2 separate regions of the Gasterosteus aculeatus genome follow, and region 2 is linked to region 1. Evidence: chromatin contacts called from public Hi-C data. All regions are on one chromosome and are shown on one strand. Each heading gives the region's core, a stretch centred on a gene start, on an enhancer-like site or on the middle of the called end of the contact. The rest is flanking DNA. Distances are from core to core; before and after follow the strand shown.

What was found. A called contact is a pair of places that touch in the nucleus more often than the background predicts.
Region 2: a contact with region 1 is called in a Hi-C map of whole body, with 3 times the contacts expected there. The contact joins the enhancer-like site here to the promoter of ccdc146 in region 1. A contact is called at or near these places in 4 of 6 Hi-C or Micro-C datasets (liver, skeletal muscle, tail fin and 1 more).

Annotation. Positions count from the first base shown.
Region 1 is chr4:29,070,244-29,074,578 of fGasAcu3.hap1.1, reverse strand. ccdc146 (coiled-coil domain containing 146) reads right to left here and starts at 2,302. Exons shown (of 23, transcript XM_040173653.2): 1 at 1,993-2,302; 2 at 1,316-1,509. The coding sequence starts at 1,993. fgl2a (fibrinogen-like 2a) reads left to right here. Exons shown (of 5, transcript XM_078101845.1): 5 at 1-842.
Region 2 is chr4:29,114,831-29,118,950 of fGasAcu3.hap1.1, reverse strand. It overlaps gsap (gamma-secretase activating protein), which reads left to right. Exons shown (of 32, transcript XM_040173661.2): 25 at 656-751; 26 at 3,082-3,152; 27 at 3,403-3,497; 28 at 4,106-4,120. Among protein-coding and RNA genes, the nearest start is that of gsap, 15 kb to the left of the region's middle. Within about 2 kb of position 2,795, at least 2 of the 9 cell types and tissues checked have open chromatin away from gene starts, as enhancers often do.

The DNA.
Region 1 (4,335 bases), core at 1,053-3,552:
CTTTGCGTCCTGCTGCCTCCTGCTAGAAGCCCAGGCACAGCACAGCACACTGTAGTAGTAAAAACTAATGAGCTGTCATTTTTGCCGCTCTAAATGCTTTCATAATTAACAGCAGCCAATCAAGTGAGTGAGGATGTGAGGGCTGAGGATACAGTTTGGAGTTGCTGTGAAATTCACCGGGTAACAACCTCATGCTGGGATTAGAGTCAAACTGTTAAAAATAAATAAACTACAGTAAGTGACATACTAGAAACTTGGGGCAGGCAGCAGTGCACCACTAATGACGTCTGTGTCGTTGGTTTAATTACACTGGGGGAATTTTGCTAATGTCGTCCTATATAAAGCATCCCGCTCCAAATATGCCGCCTGATATACATTTCTATCGGATCATTTCCAAGTGTTCTGCATCATTGGTGCTCTAGTAAATTCTTCTTGCGAGCAGCCAGGGAGCAGAAACCTTCCAATTGTATTTACACCATTATCTCCACGTGCACTGAGCTGCTGCACGCTTCACCATCTGTACAATACTGCCGCCTAAAGTTAAAAAACTGTAATTCACTATATACACACTGTGAAAGGGAAGAATTAAGGACGTGTATAGTATTTATTGTATTCTGGGAGGTATGCTTTTATACAACACATAGACCATACAGTACAAGGTCTCATTTGTTGACATCCAAGCAACAATAAAGTGTGCATTGTTGTGACCATTTACAGTAATTATGTGTGTGTTTGGAGCTTTGTGTGTGTACAATATTGATCTTTTCTATCATTCATATTAAACCATCATGCAACAAGATATGCACTTTTTTATGTGAAAAATAAATTAAGTTCTAACTACATTGCTGTGTATATTGCGTTTTTTGGCAAAACCATTTCATCCTTGATAAACGTATGCACATTTAGCCTGAGTATTCATGAGAAGAAAAGAGGGCTTTTTGACGCCTGTAAGAATTGAGGGATGAGGTGCTGCACACCCGTAACAGATGGGTTAATTAGGGGCCCACTCAATAAAACTATTCAATCAAAAGTGACTTCACGCAAGATAAACGACCACACCGTGGGCTTGTGACTTTAATGTCTGTTCACCTTTATGTGACAAGTTAATAAAAAGGTACCGTGCTCATCCACACGATGCTTTCCAGTTCCAATAGTTGACTTTTTGTTCAATCACATCCCACACGTCCACGCACAGTATCGAGTGATAGTCTACGCATCACTTTAGCTGGACCAAATGTTGTTTTGTTGGTAATGTAACCATTTCCGAAATGCCGTTCACAAGAAATGTGATCATTTATCATGAAATGCATCTTACCTCCTCTATGCACTGGAAAGCGGGGCTGGCGGTGACATCAGTGCTAGCGGAGGGCTGCGCCTCCTCTGGGGATGCAACATCAGGTGCAAGGGCCACCAGAGGGTGGCCCCCCATTCCCCTCTCCTCATGCTCCTCTTCTTCAAACTCCACTTCTCTGGGATTGCTGCTATCTTTCTGCTCCTCGAATAGACTCACTAATGCAAAACATTAAAAAAAAGGATACAGTCCATCAACCAAACTTCTGTCTATGCCCACATTGTGAGTTGGGTGAGCGGAGGGAAGATGGACAAAGCAATGTAATTGGGTATGGATATTAAAGAAACCTCTAAGGTGTGGTTCATATCTATACTCTCAGTGTAACTCCCTCAGAGGTGAGTAAGGCTACTTCCAAAAAATGAAGAAGAATTTGATGCAAAGGGTGCAGTCGCAAACCGGAAATGCTGGCCAAGGCACACTGGTCCATTTAAAGTTAATTTTGAGGAATTTAAGTATTTTTTGTTGCATAAACTACACAGAAAAAAATAATAAAAGTCATGACGACACAGTACAGACTGAGTGAATAGGTTAATATAAACCGCACGCGCTATTTTACGACGCCGAGAAACGGCAGTTTGTCGGTGTTCGTCTGCAAAACGTCTGCAAAACAGAGAAATAAAAAGTTCGTGTAAAAGTCTTACTTTTGAATGTCTCGAATCCTCGCACGCGTCTCGACGTCTCTGTCCTTTAGTCTTGTAAAACGTCAAACCATCCCAACGCATTAGGCAGCGTGAATAAGGTTACAGCTAGTTAATCTTTGCAAAACTCAAGTCGCAGATTTATTTCCGGTTGAATGTTTTGTTGTTCTCACCATAGCAACTAAACCCTGAATCCCTAGTTTCAAGTCCCGTATTTATTCATTGCTTATTTATGAATACGCAATATATAGCATTTGTCCATAAAGTTGCCAGTTTATAATACACCCGTAGGCCTATTTTAATTTTTAAATGTGAAACACCCAAACAAAACAATCCCAGACTTTTTACTTTTTTATATACTTGCGGTGACTGTCCAGCAGGTGGCGGTAAATAGTAATTAACCAGGATCTTCACCTGCGCATCATCGCAGCATCCGCCGTCAGCAGACCGCGAACACGTGTGGGTGAAAGCAAAAATAAAGCTCCTTCTCCTTAATATTATGATGAGCCTTGAATCTAAATCATGGGAGACTGTGTTTCCCACTTTTCGTTTAGTTTAGTGAATAAATGGCCCCGCTTTTCAAGGGCGTTTTTTAGCATTACTTATTCATTTATTTTATACAAAAGTTCACAAAACCACGCGGCTTAAGAGTGTCTTTCAATGCCGTGAAGGTGAGTGGGTCATTGTGTGCAGGAAAGTAGTTTAGTTCGACAAATTCTACACTGACTTTTCTTATTTTTAATGGAAAATTTTGTTTTTTAATATAAGATAAAAAAATCCATCTCCTCATTTTCCAACTTCAGCCTGTATAAATGACATGAAGGACGGTGCTATTATTTTCGTATATAGAATAATTACTTCCATTCTTTACTTAAGACCTAACATATTATGTTTTATACTATAATGCGTTTTACCAATTGTAATTGCAGATGAAATCAACCAGGCCTGTTATTTGAATTTCCCTGGCAGAGGTTTCCAAAATTAACACTGAATTCCTTCTAAAAATGGGAATATGCTTGTTTTGGAAATGTGTCCCTTCTTGTGCTGCTAGTAATCACATTGGCTAAATAAAGCATGAAGCCAAGAGTCACAGCTATTTGGGGTAAGAACAAGTATGAGGCATCAGAAGAAGGACCCTGAGAGCTTTTGCTTCAGGTTACTGTTTGTTGCTAATCCAGTCATTTATATACTTAAACTGTACCGTTATAGTTCTTAAATACCTATTTTCCGGTGTTGCTTTAACGTTTTTGCCCTCAGTTAAACTAATAAAAACTGCTGACTGTGTGTTTTATAAAACACTGTTCCACCATGTTAACCAAAAGGGCTGACTCGAGCTTCATGGGTTCATCAGCAGCAGATGTTGATGATGAATGTTGAGTCACTCAGCGGGGGCAGTTGGCAGGGTTGAAGCAGTATAGCCTACTGTAAATTGAAAAGATGGCAAGGTGGCCGGAGGTACATGCAGTGGCACGACTTTAAAGAGCTCCGTTTAGGATTCATGCCCCCTTCATGATGAATAACAAAGGTGATCTTTCCACTTTTCGTCTCGCTCCACCATCATTGATGAGTAAATACCTGCAAAACATGAAATGACCACAGCCTCAGCATTCGTTTAGTGCTACATTGGCATGTTAGACAACAAACTAAGAGGGTGAACATTATACCTGCTGTCATTTTATTGTTGTAACTTTTGCATGCCGGTGTTTATGTAAAAGTGTGGCTGTACCTATTCTATAAGTAGCATGCACAGGCTAACCAAGCCTTGTCCTTAAAGCAGATTTATTTCACCCAGACATTATATAGATCTGCTAATACTCCTATTTTGGCCTTTGAAAAGGTTTATTGCTTTATTGTAGTCAAGTTTTTTTTTTTTTTACAACTTCCACCACCTCCAGGTTCTTCTTTTTCATGTGTGGTTGGTTGTTGGCCAGTTGCCGTTTAACATTTCTTAATTCCTTTTCCTCCCTTTGTCCCCCCCCCACCCCACACACACAACGTGCAGTGTTCCATGCATAAAATCTGCTGTTACAACGTCTTTTGTCAAAGATTTTGTCCTTCACAAAAGGCATCTGGAAGGAGTCTATTTACAGATGTTTTTAGTCTCTTAAAACCTGGAAACTAGCTTTTTATTAAAGCCCGGTTTTAATCTTTTGCGCACTTCTATAATAGTACTCGTTGAAAAAAGTTTCCCCTTATCATTTCAAGGCACAATAGCAAACGTTATGATTTCCGTTAAGTAATTTCACCGTAGGGATGGAAACGTGAAACGCCACACAACCCCTCACTGATGGATCAGACCGCTGCCGAGTTGACATCCTGCATAAATATTTGGCACCATCAAATCTG
Region 2 (4,120 bases), core at 1,546-4,045, 44 kb before region 1:
ACACACACCAACATAAAGTGTTCTTCTCAAAGGCAGAGTTCCAAGGGTTTTGAACAAGGAACTTATTCACAGAGACAGGTGGATAAAGGAATGCATTTCTTTAGGTTGAGTTCAGTGAGGAGAGCTTTACTTGCCTCCACTGACCTTTGCCCAATCCGAATCTGTGCTGTGGACGTTTTCACATTCTCCAGTTTTCCCTGTGCACAGCAGAGATTTTAAAGAGCAGATAGCTTCAATTTAATGGGGTTCAGGCGAGATGCTCGGAGTCTCACAGCTATTCTTGGAATGACCCGGTCCTCCTGCCTTTCGCTCACTATTCCCTCCATCATCGTCCCCTTTCCTTCTCTTCCCTCTCTCCTTCTGTCTCCTCCTCATTCTCTCTGCCTCCATGAAGGATGTCAGGTCTGCCAAATGTCTTTACAATCATCCCGTACTCTCCACCTCTCACATCCACAGGTATCCTCTCCTCCCATCTTCCCTCGTCTCTCTGTGGTTAAATCGATTTTTGGGGGCACTGTAGTTGAGGGGAAGAGTCGAGCTGAACTGCATTTGACCCGTTTTTAAAAGCACACAAACGCAGACATTTGCTTCAGGCTACATACACACAATGAAAATAATCCCTGTGTTTTTCTGTTGTTGTTTTTTTACTTTGCAGACGGTTGACAAGCTCCGAGAGCATCTCAACAGACACCTGCCTCGTCTTGGGAAGAAGAAGATCGACTCGCTGGTCGTCAACTATGTAGCCAAACTGGTTGGTACACCACGTCTGTGTGTGTGTGTGTGTGTATGAGCGAGCGAGTTGGACCGAAACAGAGGGGTCCGTGAACCCTTTTTTTTTTATATTTAGCCGCACGCCGTTCTCCGACTTATGTTTATTTAATGTTTGCCCTTACTCTTTTCCCCTGCAAGGTTAAGTGCCACTCACCGCCAGCATCGCTCGGTGGAAGAGGCAGCGAGTCCTCCGCTCTCCTTAAACGGTTTGACAGATGGACGCGCGCTCCGTGGATCACAGCGGGGTCGCCGCTTTGGGTCCCCCCGAAACAAAACAGCCCTCTGCTTACGACATGCGTCCCTCAACCGCTCTGGGGCAGCGTGTGTGTGTGTGTGATGGAGGAATATCTATGAATATCACTACAGCGTTTGCATGTGGGACCTGCGTAACCGAGTGGAAAGACATCACCCCTCTCTCCGTCTCAGTACCCCAATCGGGTTACTTGGTTCTGTAAAGTCGGTCTTTAGTATTCCTGGGAGGTAAATCCCTTCACAGCCAGCAGCCCACCGAAAGCAGACAGGGAGCATATATCAACACAACCGTATTAAATTAGGACAAGGGTAAGGCTGGAATTGAATCGAAATCAGGAAGCATCACGTTTCCGGGACTTTGTGGAATTGCAAATGACCGGGTAGCAGAGACCAAACAAATCCCGCCTGCTCTCGGCTGAACGGGGGTCGGCGGTTCAGCTCCGCGCGACAGGCTTATGAGTTTTTTACTCCCAATGAAAGAAATAGAAAAAAAAAAGGCACGTCTGTCATCTTCCTTGCGCCTCGCATCCCGGCGAACGGGGTTATTATTGAATTTATTCAGGGGAGCGAAAATGAAAAAGGTTTCCCGTCCAGGGAGCGGGGGGGGGTTTATTAAAACACGCGCTCGCACACACAGAAAGGCCTATGAGAGACGTCTCTCAGGGACGTCTTGGTTTCCCGCAGAGTCGAGTTACTCAACTGCCGCGCGGCGTGCGTACGCATCGGGCTGACTCATGCTTTAAAAACTCAGGGAGGTACATTTTCAAGGAGGGCCGACTTCCCCTCCACAAAATAAAGAATATCTACCTCACTTGTCGGGGCTTATTGAGACTAATGGCTGCGTTGACACGGGGGAGAAGTTGGGGGTGAAATAGATTACAGCTTTTAAGAGCAGGGGAACTCCTGCTATGATAGATTACTCGCTCCGCAGCACATTATCGTCACAGTTATTTATTTCTTGTCTCCGTTGCTGTGCACAGCTGAGGTACATTTTCATAACAGCCAACGTCTGTGCAAAGAACAACTCGCTAATAGCTGAATACGAATTGCTGGTTAGGAATATGGAATTAATTGCAAAAGGCTGCACAATTGTGCAGAAAGAAAGTTGCTATACCCAAGGTTATTCAACCACACCAAGTATATCAAGTCTCTTTGCCGGGCCGAGGTTCATTAAGATAAATTGCTGATTCCTGATTTGATTCTCATAGAAATTCACACTGGGGATAGTGTGTGCGCGAGTGTGTGGCTTTTGTTTTCAGCACAAAAGAAGTCTCTGCTACATATTTCTATCCCTTTTAATAGTCTTCAGGGGCCTGGATTACATTAACCACGAGCACACAAGATGTTAGTTGGAGAAGTAAGAAAATCACAGTTTTAAAAGTGATACTTCTCTAAATTCTAATTCTTAACCTGCGAATTGACCAAGCATGTGTACAGACCATATGAAGCTGAATGAAGGATGTGTAAAACAAGAAGCTAAACAATACATTCAATCTGTGCAGGAGAAATAAAGAAAACCACAACAGGGAAAATAATTATGTCCGTCTTTACATTTTGGCCATGTTGGGTAAATGTTGGGTACATAAATGCTAACTAATTGAATTTCTCTGCGGTCAGTGGAGGACATCGGGGGACGGTTTTCCACTAGTGTCAGGCTCGTCTTCCTGTTATTCTACAGGAGACGAGAGGAGGGTGGTGCGTGGACCAGAGCCGCGCGTAACGTGCGTGTCTCTGCGGGCGCTTTCCAAGTGATTTGCGTGCATTTCAGATGTTCCTGCACCCGGAAAGACGTGTTGCGAAACCATGTGGGCGCGTGTTTGACGTTTGTTCCACTCCGGAGTGCACAGCTTTTTCTTTCTGTGGAAATCAATATGGGAAGTAGGAAAAAGAAAAAAAAGGGAAGGGTGGGTACCGATCATTGAACAAAGTGCGTTTTCACAAGAAAAAAAGTGTCGTCAGAGCAGAAAAATGCCTTGTTTCATTTTAATCTAATTGAGCATCTCCCTGCATGTGTGTGTGTGTGTGTGTGTCTCTGTGTGTTTGTGTGTGTGTCCTTAGCTGGAGCTCATCAGACACATGCTGGAGTCAGTCTGGCTGAAGCACAAACTGGGCCCTCGTGTTTTGTGCCTGTGAGTAGCCCTCCCTCGTCCGAGTGTGTCTCCTTTAAAGTTTCTGATTAATGTAAAGTATAAAGCACCGTCTGTGTGTGTGTGTGTGTGTATTCACCTTCACGCATGTGCGCTCCAGACTTTCCATCACTCCCCGCTGTGTGTGCGTCCACATGAGCAAACTGTCTGTTACTTCTCTTCACTTGTGCACGCACATGAAATAACATTCTTGCACAAATCTTTCACGTGCGTGTGCATGTGCGTGTTCCAGCAAGCGACAGGGCACTCCAGCCGAGTGGTCGGTGTTTCACTTCATGTTTCGGATCCTGGAAGCCACGAGGGGTCTGTGCCTACCCCTCCCTCCAGGTACCATCTGCACACGCACGCACGCACGCACGCACGCACGCACACACACACACACACACACACACACACACACACACACACACACACACACACACACACACACACACACACACACAGTCCGTCTCCCGCGGAATAACAAAGTGTGTTTGCACTGAGGGACGAGAGCCCCGCTCTCGTCGGCACTAATGTAACCAACAATATGTTAAACATTAGCAGAGCAGAGTGTGAGTACATCTTGAATGATTTGAGTTAATTTTTCAGCGTCTGCTGTATAAATCCACCTCCAATTACACACATTCTTTCTAGTTGCTCTGGAGGAGATTGCCTGCAGGTTGGAATCCTTGTTGGGCAACAAGAGAGAAAGACAGCGGCCCTGAAGGGTTGCAGGTGTAAACGTGTGTGTAAATTGGGTGTGAAGCTGTAAAACAGCCGCCCATCTCTGAGTCTCTTTTGGAGAATAGAAAAAAGAGCAATCACTCGGCCACGATGGCACGAAGCTCAAAGTGCCGCGAGCGCGGCTGAAGACTCGCTTTACTCTTTCACTTTAACAAGTTTCTCCCTCCTTTCCCCCTCATCTGCCCCACTATTGTCCCTGTGTGTCTCCGCAGGCTATCACACCCTGT